2 separate regions of the Mus musculus genome follow, and region 2 is linked to region 1. A link is a contact called in public Hi-C data. All regions are on one chromosome and are shown on one strand. Each heading gives the region's core, a stretch centred on a gene start, on an enhancer-like site or on the middle of the called end of the contact. The rest is flanking DNA. Distances are from core to core; before and after follow the strand shown.

What was found. Hi-C and Micro-C count contacts between places; a contact is called where the count stands out from the background.
Region 2: a Hi-C map of epiblasts shows a contact between it and region 1, with 12 times the contacts expected there. The contact joins the promoter of Lmx1b here to the promoter of Lhx3 in region 1. A contact is called at or near these places in 1 of 39 promoter capture datasets (embryonic stem cells) and 2 of 484 Hi-C or Micro-C datasets (embryonic stem cells and epiblasts).

What each region holds. Positions count from the first base shown.
Region 1 is chr2:26,204,492-26,209,876 of GRCm38.p6, forward strand. It overlaps Lhx3 (LIM homeobox protein 3), which reads right to left and starts at 2,084. Exons shown (of 6, transcript NM_001039653.2): 1 at 1,854-2,084. The coding sequence starts at 1,947. It overlaps Qsox2 (quiescin Q6 sulfhydryl oxidase 2), which reads right to left. Exons shown (of 12, transcript NM_001302956.1): 12 at 4,633-5,385.
Region 2 is chr2:33,638,525-33,643,909 of GRCm38.p6, forward strand. Lmx1b (LIM homeobox transcription factor 1 beta) reads right to left here and starts at 2,574. Exons shown (of 8, transcript NM_010725.3): 1 at 1,918-2,574; 2 at 965-1,151. The coding sequence starts at 2,074. It overlaps Gm39790 (a long non-coding RNA gene), which reads left to right and starts at 1,137. Exons shown (of 3, transcript XR_866136.3): 1 at 1,137-1,423; 2 at 1,546-1,706; 3 at 1,855-1,947. It overlaps C130021I20Rik (Riken cDNA C130021I20 gene), which reads left to right and starts at 2,669. Exons shown (of 3, transcript NR_046275.1): 1 at 2,669-2,820; 2 at 2,952-3,077; 3 at 3,603-5,385.

The DNA of each region.
Region 1 (5,385 bases), core at 834-3,333:
AAAGAAAGAAAGAAAGAAAGACATGTCCTTATCAGCAAGGGCAAAAGACCACACATGGAACTTCATCGCCTTTGCAGAGTTCCAGCAAAGTGAGGCTGTCCAGCGCTGGCCCCTGCCTGAGGTATGAATAGGTGGATGCTGTCCTCACTTGAATGGCAGCAGGTATTTATGAGTTCATTGGCTATGGTTTTTTGAACACACACATATGCTTTCATATGTATGTATGTATGTATGTATGTATGTATGTATGTATGTATGTATATGTGAGAGATCTGCTGTTAAGGTGTGAACTGCAGTGCACGGTAGATGACTTCAACTCTCTACACCACCAATTCTTCTAGCATCTGAGTTCTCATCCCCCAAAGACTGCAGGCCTCAGGGAAACTGGGTGGGAAAAATCTAAAGGTGTAATCTCGTCTTAGGGGCTGGTGGGATAAGACTGGTTCATGGGATAAGGAGATCCCCGCCATTTAGGAAAGGTTACTAGAAAAAGGAGATGCATGTGCAGCACCCAGGGCCCACTCACTTCATACCCACACAAGTGTCTTTACATCTCTAGCTGCAAACAACTAGCTTCAGGCTGGCCTCCACTGGTGGGAGGAATTAGAAAAGGACTGCCCCACCTCCCTCCAGCACTGGGCACAAGCCTGCGATGGATGCTGTCCCACCCTGAGCAAAACCACATCTCCAAGTGTGGACGTGGAGATCGACTGTAGCTGTACCAGAGCACCACCAGAGCCGTCGTAAGGCCACAAGGATACCCAGAAGAGAGTGAGGTGGCTAGACAGGCCAAACACTGCAAATTCAGCACCCAGGCACGGACAGCGCCTCGGCCAAGAAGCCCACAGCAGGGACACGGGGACACCCGCTTCCTACAAAAGCCGTCGCCACCGTCAAGCCTCCCAGTGAAGCCACCCTCGATCTCCTCTTGCTTACGTGGCATGGTGAACTCCAGTCTCAGTACAGTTTCCTACACAGAGTTGGAGGGCCCAGTGGAGCCTCGGGAGCCAACAGTGCTCTAGCAAGCCTCACAGAACTCTCTCTGGAGCCTAGCTTACCAAGCTTTCCTCCCTCCCTTTCTCATCCCCCCTCCCATCTCTTCCTCCCAGCTCCTGCGGGTAACCCATCCCATAAACCATTGGAAAATAAATAAATAAATAAATAAATAAATAAATAAGCAAGTAGGCCATATCCGATACCCCCAGTCTGCATAGAATCCTTTTCCCACTTGCTTCGACAGACCTTCTGCCAGCCTAACTTCCTCTTTTCCTATCCTGTTATACTCTCAGCTTGAAAACGGAGAGCGCTTTTATTCCCCAGAACCAAAGCCCTGCAAAAAGACTGGTACGATCAAGAAACTGGGGGCCCGGACAAGTTCCACTTTTCCCTGTAATCGCGTCTTGACCACCAGCCTAGTGGTAAACTGCCGGTGCAGACACTAAGACTCGACTCAGGGGAGATGAGTTCAGCATGACCCAGACCTGATCTCGCTGAAAATGGGGGGAAAGGAACTGAGTGAAGGCAGTTCCTAAGGAGAAACTCCTGCTCCCTGATTCCTGAGTCCTGAAACATCTTCACATGCTCCCTCCAGCTCAGGGGCCTCAGCCAGCTCAGAGCTGCAAAAGGTCTCCTAAACCGTTCCTGGATCACCAAGGGCTCCCAAAGCCAGGACAACACAGCACCAGGAGGGCCACACACTTTGGAGGTTTGAGATGCCTTTGCTTAGCCATGTCAGAGCCCCTCAGACACACCCTTGTCCAGATACCTTGGCTTCTGCTGGCCTCCGCACAAGGGCCAGAAAAAGCCGAGGACATCTGGGCCTGTTCAGTGCAGCCTCTCCGTCGGGCACCCACCTCGGCGCAGGTCAGCCCTTCGCGCCAACAACGCCAGCAGCAGGTCTCCGCCCGCGGATTCCCGGGACGGGTCCAGCTCCCCGCGAGCTTCCATGGGGCCAGGTGCCTGGTGCTGCCGCCCTCCGACCCTGAACTTCCCCTGGGTCTGGCGAGGCCACCGTTGCAGGGACTCCGAGCTGGCGTCGGAGCGACTCGTGTCGCTGCTGGGCGCTGTGCCCACGGGAGGCCTCTGGGCGCCAAGCCTCGGGCCCGCGGAGGGCGGAGCGGTGGGGGGCGGGGCCGCGGGGCGGGGCTGGGCCGGGGGTCGCAGAGACGCTCCCGGGGCCACTGGAGGCCACTGGAGACTGTGCACCTTTCAGCCGGAACCGAGGTGCCTAGAAGCCGTCTGGCTTGCACTTCCCGAGGACGGAGACAGCGCAGTAACCACTCAAGGCTTCCTACAGATGCTCGCCCCTGCCCCAAGCAAGTTCGCTAAGCCTCCCGGAAGGCTGAGGTCCCGAGGGAAGCGGCAGGGAGGGAACTGCGTTCTCTTTGCTCACGTTTAGACTCTGAACCGGAGCTGGACAGCATTGAGACCACACCTGGTCAGCAGAAGGGCAACCTGATAGCCATCGCGAGGGAACGTGGTGGCAAAGAAGCCACAGTAGAGCTACGAGGAGCTCGATTTGAAGGTCCCCCAACTCTGACACTCTGGACCCCACCACTAGAAGTGCCTCCTGGAGCCAGTACAGCGAGAAGGAACGATTCTTAGGACCTCAGATCCGGTGTCCTCTGCGGGAACACACCAAGACTCTAGGCCAGAAAAGGGTTGAGCTGCGGAAGCCCTGAGATCTACCCTTACTTCCCCACCCCAATTCCTTAGAACAATCCCTGCACCTGGATTTCCACATCTCATCCCCATTCGAACAGGTGAGCCCACCAGAACCCATCATCCTATCCTTGCATGAGCCCTCACTGAGGGCTCCTACTACCCAGCCAGGAGACAGCGCCAGACCTATGCAGTTCCTGGTAGGAACTAGAATCCAGCAGGGTATAGTGCCCTGGTAACAATTAGGGACACCCTAGAAGTGTTTGCAGAATCAGCAGGTTGCTGCCACCCTCCTGGTTCCTCTTCTTGTCCTGTTCTGCCTCCATCCCTAGGACTGTGACCGATCAGACCCCAGAATGGGAAGGATGAATGAAAGAACGCAAGATTCTCCACTTGGTCCCAGCACAGCTGCTGCCTCGGAAAGAGCCCTGTGCCTGCAGCCGTCCCTTCATGTTGCTCTGTACTTGTTATTCCGAGGTCAGGGAACACTAGCTTGGAGTGAAATGGGTGCTGGGTGAGCTGAGATGTGAGCCATTGAGTGTCAGCTGCTGCAGAGGGCAGTGGGGCGGGGGCCATGTATGGCTAGACTAGGGAAGGGGCGGCTCCACACTGTTGGGCATCTGGCTTGCCGCCAACAATGCCTCCATTATTTCCCAACGTCCGTGGCAGTGAAATGGCCCTTGGGGAATCAGAGTTCAAGCGGGAGACTTGGCCTGGGGATTCTTGCTGCAAGCCAAAGCAGTTCTGGAAGCTGTGGGACATTCAATCTCTAGGACCAGCCCCAGGCCTTTCTGGTCACTGTTGACCCTGTAGCTTTCCTGTTCTCCTGCCTGCTGTCACCTTGTACTTTTTTTCTCCGCAGTCACTCCCTCCTGGTCACCCCTCTGCATTCTGTCTCTTCTCTTTTTCCTGCCTGGCATGGAGACTTGTAGGTTGCAATGGCTCTTACCTGGAGTCCTGCTGAAGGTACAGAGGGCAGAAGCTCCAGGGGCACCGGGCCTCTCTCGGTGGCAATCGAGTTCTGCTTCTAGCAGCATGGCAGTCACTAATCCAGTGGTTCGTGCGGGGTGTTCCTGGAAGTGCTGGACCTCTTTCAGGCCTTGGCCCACTCGCTGGGCTGGCGCTGTCCGCGGTGCTGAAGGAGGCACCAGCGTGCTGGGGACCTTCACAAGCCTGCCCCGCCCCTCCTCTGTCCCCGCCCTTGGCCCCTTCCAGGCCTGGGCAGGCGGAGTCAGGCTGGCGTCACTCTAGGGCTGGGTCTGACTAGTTTATAATTCGAGGTAGCCTTTTCTCTGGACCTTCCTTTACCTGTTACAGAGTAGCATAGTGGCTCCAACTTGCTGTCGTGGGCTCTGGGCCTTGGCTAGAGGTGCCACGTTCATAGTACTCAGGTTTGGGAGCCTCTGAGCTGTTAGCCTGGGACTGCACTCCTCACCCACTCCGTGGAATAGATTCTGGGTCCAAAGGCCTTTTGCTTGCAGGCACAGGTCAGAAGCCTCCAACTACGAACTCAACCACCTGCATCCAGTACTCTGAAGGCAGATTTTAGTCCCTTTTCTCCAACCCCTATTTCCAGAAAAGGCTCATGCATGCAAACCCACCAGCTACTGAAGAGCTGAAGGGTCCTGAGCAGAAGTTCCCAGGTGCCTGCAGGGCAATCTGCCCCAGGCTGGGCACAGATGGGAGGGAAATTTGGTGAGAGGCTCAACAGCTTTCTAGTTGACTGGCTGGTCCTCCCAGGCTCTGTGGGTTCAGAGACAATCTGAGGATGCAGGTCTCAGCATAGTCCATTCTCTCTTCACTATCTGCCTGACCTTTAGGCTGTCTTCCCGAATGCCTCTAGTTTATTTATACAAAAAATTCTTAGAACTTCAGAGTTGTGTCTGCAAACTAGATGGGAGAAAAGGGTTTGGAGAATTCCCTGAATCCAGCTTTACATAAAGCTGCTCACATTTCAAAAAACTGAAACAACTTTACTAAATGTCAAATTTCTTTATTCTTACAATGTGCACATTAGAGTTTACTTAAATACAAAATGTACCCCTTAAGAAATTTCATTGACATTTTCATGCCAATTGCTTTTTACTCAAAATCTTTGCATTAAAAAATAAATAAACATTTAAATTACTGAACTATTCTAGATATTAATCTTAATACCTCTCATAAAACTTCAGACTTTAAAACAGACCTTACACTTGGCCCAAAGATGGGTCCCTGGAGGGATGCAAGCCTTTTCACTGCAGAATGAACAGTTCAAACAGGGATGTCCGTGGCAAGCTTGTCCCCCAGAAGGGATGACCTGGGACTGTACAAGAGCAGCTGAAAGTAGGATCTGCCCAGAGTGGGCTTCTGCAAACATCAGCCACGCCAGGCACTGTGGGGTGCTATGGCAGCCCCAGGGCCACCCTTCGGGCTCAGACATTTCACTGGAGCTGTCCTTAAATAGGCCCAATTCTCAAGCTGACAGACCAGGAGTGTTCATCCTTGGAAACACCTAACGATGATCTGGGCTTGTTTGTTTTTAAGCACAGGACTCCAGGTTTCAAAGAAGAAACTTCCTCCACAGGGAAGTGAGGCAGGAGGTTCACGTGGCTGAGTCTGGCCATCTGCCCCAGCCAAGGTCTGGCTCTCAGAACTGATCCTGCCATGTGATGAAAGGAGGGTTAATAACAGCCCAAGGAGACAGCTGTCCATTTTCTTAAGTGGCAGCAGGGACATCGATAA
Region 2 (5,385 bases), core at 1,324-3,823, 7.4 Mb after region 1:
TTTCTGAACGCCACTTAGAACTTCCCACAGTCTCACGCTTGTCTCTGCAACTTCCCTCCCAAGATTCCCACACCCCTCTTCCCACCAAGGCTCCTCATTGCACCCCAACTCAACCTCCCCCATTGCACTTCCAGGTAGGTCACCAGAAAAGCTCTGCATCTTCTGCGGTCTGTCCCCAGCCTTCAGCCACACAAGTCCACAGTGCCACCCTGCTTAGCATAGAAGCCAGCAGGTAAGGCTCAAACCACACCTCTAGTATCAACCACCCTTTTCCAGCATGCTGCAAGAAAGAAGGCTGTCTGGGCCTGACTCCTTCAGTCAGCCACTTCAACGAAGAGCTGTCTAGGAAGCTGTAGCTTCCTAGACAGATTGATTCTCCAGCTAAGAAAAATTGTAAGGGCAAAATTCCCGTATGGAACGGTTTAGGAAGAAGGACACCCATTTCTCTTTACCAGAGAAGAAAAGTGGCGCAAGGAGCCAGCCAGGGTGGAGATCTCCCGCCTGCATCGCAGCCAGGGTCCAGCACCCACCTCCCTGCTCCAGGAACCCCAGACGCTCTTGAACTGGGGAAACACAGTCAGGCTTGGCTCTCTAAAGCAATGCCTTTCTTGGAAAATATATTCTTGTCCCCACTTCAGGCTTTAGAGGGGCCAAGCCCTCTCCCAGGACAAACATCGTATCGACCGACCAGTCCGCCCCGGGCTTTGTCTTGTACCCCAATTCAGTCACTCTGCGCAGGTTTCCGGGACAACAGATGGCACCTAGGGGCACCCCACCACTGTCGGCTGGAAGGAGATGATTCGCCCCAGCCCGGAGACACGCAGCCCTTTGAGCCATCGGAGCTGCCGGGCCCAGTGGAGCGCAGAGCCGGCCGCAGGGCGGCGTGGGCCCTTCCCGGCAGGGACCGGCCGGGCTGGAGTGCTGGTCCATGGCGGGGAAAGAGAGGAGGGCGAGAGGCGCTTACTGTTGGTAGTCTTGTTTGCAGTACAGTTTCCGATCCCGGAAGTAGCAGCTGGTGGTGAGGGCTTGCTGACATGCCGCGCACTGCAAACACTCCTCGTGCCAGGACGACTCGTTGACTCGCATCAGGAAGCGGTCGGAGATGGGCCGCTGGCAGCCCTCGCAGACGGCGGGATGCGGGCAGTCGGAGCCTGCAGCGCACAGGGCGAGAGCCGGGCCGTCAGCGCCGCTTGGCCCAGCCCCGGAGCGCCTCCCGTCGCCTGAGGACCCCAGCCGGCGAGCCAGAGACCCGGCAGCCCTAGACAGCACGCTCCTTTCCGTAAGCTGGGGCGCCGTGAGGCCGAGGGCCTGCAGCCTTGGCTGGGCGCTGCGCTCTCCCCGCTCGCGGAGATCCAGCGGATGGTGTTATTACCAACGAGAAGGAGCTCCGCGCGGGGTGGCCGGCTGGAACCCAACCAGCGAGGTGAGGCCAGGACACTCGCTGGCTGACACGCCCCACGATGCTGTTGGAACCTTCTACCCCAAGAACCGCGGTTGGGATAGACCCGGGGATAGTTTTCTCTTCTAAAAGCTCCCCTTCCCCAGGTGACCTGGCCTCTCTCCCGGGCTCTAAGGAGACAACTTGGTTCTCCAGCATCCCTGCCACCCGCTTCCCACCCCAGCTCAGTCCAGTGTAGCAGCACTAGAACCCAGACCCGGAGAGGACGGTGTGAGTGACGGCTGAGGCTGTTCAGTCCTCTGTCTAGGTGACGTCCCTGAACGTTTTCCCCTCAGGGAGCTCTGTCTCGGTGTGCTTGTTACCCCTCCGGTGGTCATTCCAGGGGTCCGGACCCCCTCCCCACGTCCTGAAAACCTATTTTCTTTATTCTTTGCCCCTCACGCCGGTATCCACAGCGGCACGACGGACAACCCTACCCCCTGACCCGCACTATTCGAGCGTTGCGACCCAGCACTCACCCAGCAGCACCCCCAGGGTGGCGGGCCCGGGGCGAAGGGCGTGCTCCTCCATCTTGATGCCGTCCAACATCTTGATGCCGTCCAACATCTTGGCGCAGTCCGTCTGCCCGCGAGGGAAGCACCTCTCCAGCGACTCGGGACCTGTTGCTATATCCATGGGACGCCCGGCGCGCTGCGGACCCCGCCGGCTGGGCCGCTCACCCTCCGGCCCGTCCGCCCGCTCCGCTGCAGCCGGGGAGGCGCGGCGCCCGCGGGGTCGGGGCCGCCCGCTGCCCCGGGGCGAGCGTGGAGCGGCGGCGCGCTGGCCCCGGGCCCCGGCGTCGTGCGGGAGGGCCCGGGCGGCTGGCAGCCCCGCGCGCCGCTCTCTACCGGCTACTCGCAGCCACGCGCACTCGCTGCTCGCCTGTCACCTGCTTGTCAGCCCCGGGTCCCGGCTGCAGCAGCGGGCGGCACGCGGAGCCGCCCGGAGGAGTAGGAGGAGGCGGCGGCGGCGGCGGCGGGCGGGGGAGGGGGCGGGGGTGCAGGGGCGGCCCCGCGGGCTGGGGGGGCGCGGGCGTCGCAGCAGGGTCCCGGGCGGGGCGCAGCAGGCCGCGGGGCTCCAGGCGCGCTCCCCGCACTACTCCAGTGCCATGGTGCGCCCGAGGAGCCGCTCGGTTTAGAGCTGGGGCTGGCGGCGGAGGGATACTCCGGCCCCGAGCCGCCTCACCCCTCCTCAAACTTCCTGACATTTGAACTCATTGGTGCGCCTCGTATCACTGCGCCGGGATGAGCCGGCTGCTCCACGTCAAATAGTGCCGTCGCCTCCCCCCCTCCCTGCGGGAGGGCTCCCTTAGCCCCCGTCCTGCACCCCGTGCCGCGCCCTGAATCCAGGCGACCATCCTGTCCACCATTGGCAGAAGTTTGGTTAGCCATCGAAACAAATCCTGTGCCCCACCCCTCTTGAAAAATTGATTTGGGAGTTGGGGAAATCAGGCTTTCTTTTTTTTCTTTCTTGCCTTTTTTATTATTAATATTTTTGTTGTTTTTTTTTTAAGCTCCAGCGCTCAGAGGAGTGGCCCCAAGCGAGGCCAGACTGTGAGGACGGCGGGGAACGCAGCGACTTCTCCAGGGGACAGCGCCAGGCGGGAGCGGCTGGCCCAAACCCGGACTCGTAGTCTAAGGTAGGTCGCAGGGTCTGAGTTGGTGTCCCCTCGGGAGGCGGGGCCTGCACCGGACAGCCTGGTGTGCTGAGAGGGCTCCTAGGGTCGAGGGATGGGGAACATCAAATGTAAGCAAGAACCGCTGGCCCCGGACTCGCCAAAGGGAACCCTGACCTGGGGAGGGGGTGTAAGGGCTGTAGTTTGAGTAAGTAGTCCCAAAAAGCCCAGGCCTGGCAGAAATAGGGCGGGGGAATGAGTTGAGGGGGCTCTCATAGCCAGAATGGGAGATCTTGGGTGAAAGAGGACGGTCAGGCCCGGGTTGAGACCAAGAGAGTGTTAAGAGGGTCAACAGGGCTCGGAAAGATATCTTGTTCCCGGCCGGGGTCAGTGGGCGAAGGCTGGGCCTCCCAAGGCTTGGAGTATGAGGGGCAGGTAAGAAGTGGTGTCCTCAAGATCTAGGGGTGGAGGCCTGGAACGGCATGGGTACAGTCGTTCTAAGGAAATCTGTGTGACCTCTGAAATCGGTGCCCTTTCATTGTGGCTAAGGGACCTGGCCAGGGTTAGAGACTGAGCGCTGGCCACCCTTGGCAAAGTGGGCCTCGACAGCGGGCAACGCAAGGCCAGCGGCACGCAGCTGGAGACTCCTGGGTGCATCCGGCCAGACATCCGCGAGAAAACTAGAAGACGTCGCATCGGGAAACAGGGTACCTTCGGCCCCACCACTCCCGCGCGGGTTTCGTCCTGGAATAGCAGGAGGGATGGTGCGGTCCCAGGGCAGGAGTTAACAGCCCCTGCGAGCTGCTGCTGGGCGGCCCTGGCCCCTCCGGCTGTGGAGCAGCGGCGCGAAGCCGGGAGGGGATGGAGGGCTCGGAGGGCGGGTCCCCTGACCCCGCTAGAGGCGAGAGGGCGGATCAGATTTGGAGCCTGAGGGAGGCTTGGTCAGAAGTGGCCCCCTGTGCTGGGGGGGCCCCCCGGAGGGGCCCGGCTTTGTGGAGGATTAGCGGTCACCGCCCCACCCCAGTACCTGCGTGTGTGTCGGTGGGTATCGGAGTGTGTCTGTGTGTGTCCGCGCTCCCGCCTCGCGGAAGCTATTGAGAACGTGTGCACCCGTATTCCTGTGCACATACATTTTGTGTTTGTGTGTCCTTACGTCTTTCCAGGCAATGAGTGTGTGTGTTTTCGGTACACGTCTCTCGTGCTTCTATGTCATGTTTTTTACACGTCTTTGTGTGTGTCCTCGTGAAGGTGTAGATAGTGAAGATGTCTACGCCTTTGTATGCGCCTCGGCCCCTTTAGCGAATCTGGTAGATTTTTCTCTATAAGTGTGTCTCTGAGTTACCTTTGTGTTTCTGTTTGCCCCGGAGCTCCTGAATTGTTCTGTGTCGCCCAGGGGTTTTTGTGTTTGTGGCTTTGTGTTCTGTGTATTTCTCGGCGCCTTTGTGTATCCAGGAGCATGGGTATGTGGATGTAGAGTTTTCTTCACCCACCCTTCGTCCTTGTTTTTACCCAGTGTGAAAAATCTAAGGCCTTGAGCCCTGAGGTTGGGCAGAGGCCTGGGCCTGGATCTGGACCGCCTTCTCTGGGTATCTGGGCCCTGGCGCGTTACTGCGGGAAGAAGCCGAGCGGGTAAAGGCTGGGGCGTGCAGAGCCGGGAGGCACCGAACCGCTCGCAGAAGCAGCGGCCCAACCGGGTGCACTCCGCCCTCTGCTGGCCATAGTGTGTCTCTGCAACCACTGCTGGGCACCGAAAGCCCTGGTTCCAGGCCCGGAGCTTCGCCATCTCCTTCAGGCTGAGTCGAAAGAATCTTCTCTGTCTCAAACCTTAAAGACGAACCTCGGACTCTAAGCAATCGCACAGTGTTTCACCCCCATCTTCACCCTCCCATTTCCCCCACGCTCCCTGTGCCTGTCCATTTCTACCCCATTCCTCTCCGTTTTTCTTTGGCTGAATGGTGGCCCCTGTGGCCCGGCTTCAGAGGTTTCCCTGATCCTCTGGCTGGCATCTAAGACCGGGTCTGGACCTTTGACTGTGTTTGCTGCGCGTTCTGCAGTGCTTGAAGCCAGGTCTCAGCACCGAGGGCACACCTGTAGCCCCCCCCCCATTTGATGCATGGCTGGTGTGTTTTCCAAGGCTCAGAGTTTTGGGGGCCTCTCCCTGCGCAGCCCGGCCCACTCGGGTCAGGCTGCCGAAACTGTCGGCAACTGAGTCCAGAGTTCCCTGGGTGAACAGTGGCACCAAGATTGTCTCTAGTCCGATTGAGGACGATGCTCCGTTCACAGATGCCTGTTTCCTTCTGTCCGTTCTCCTCTACCCGTAGGCCTTCTTTGT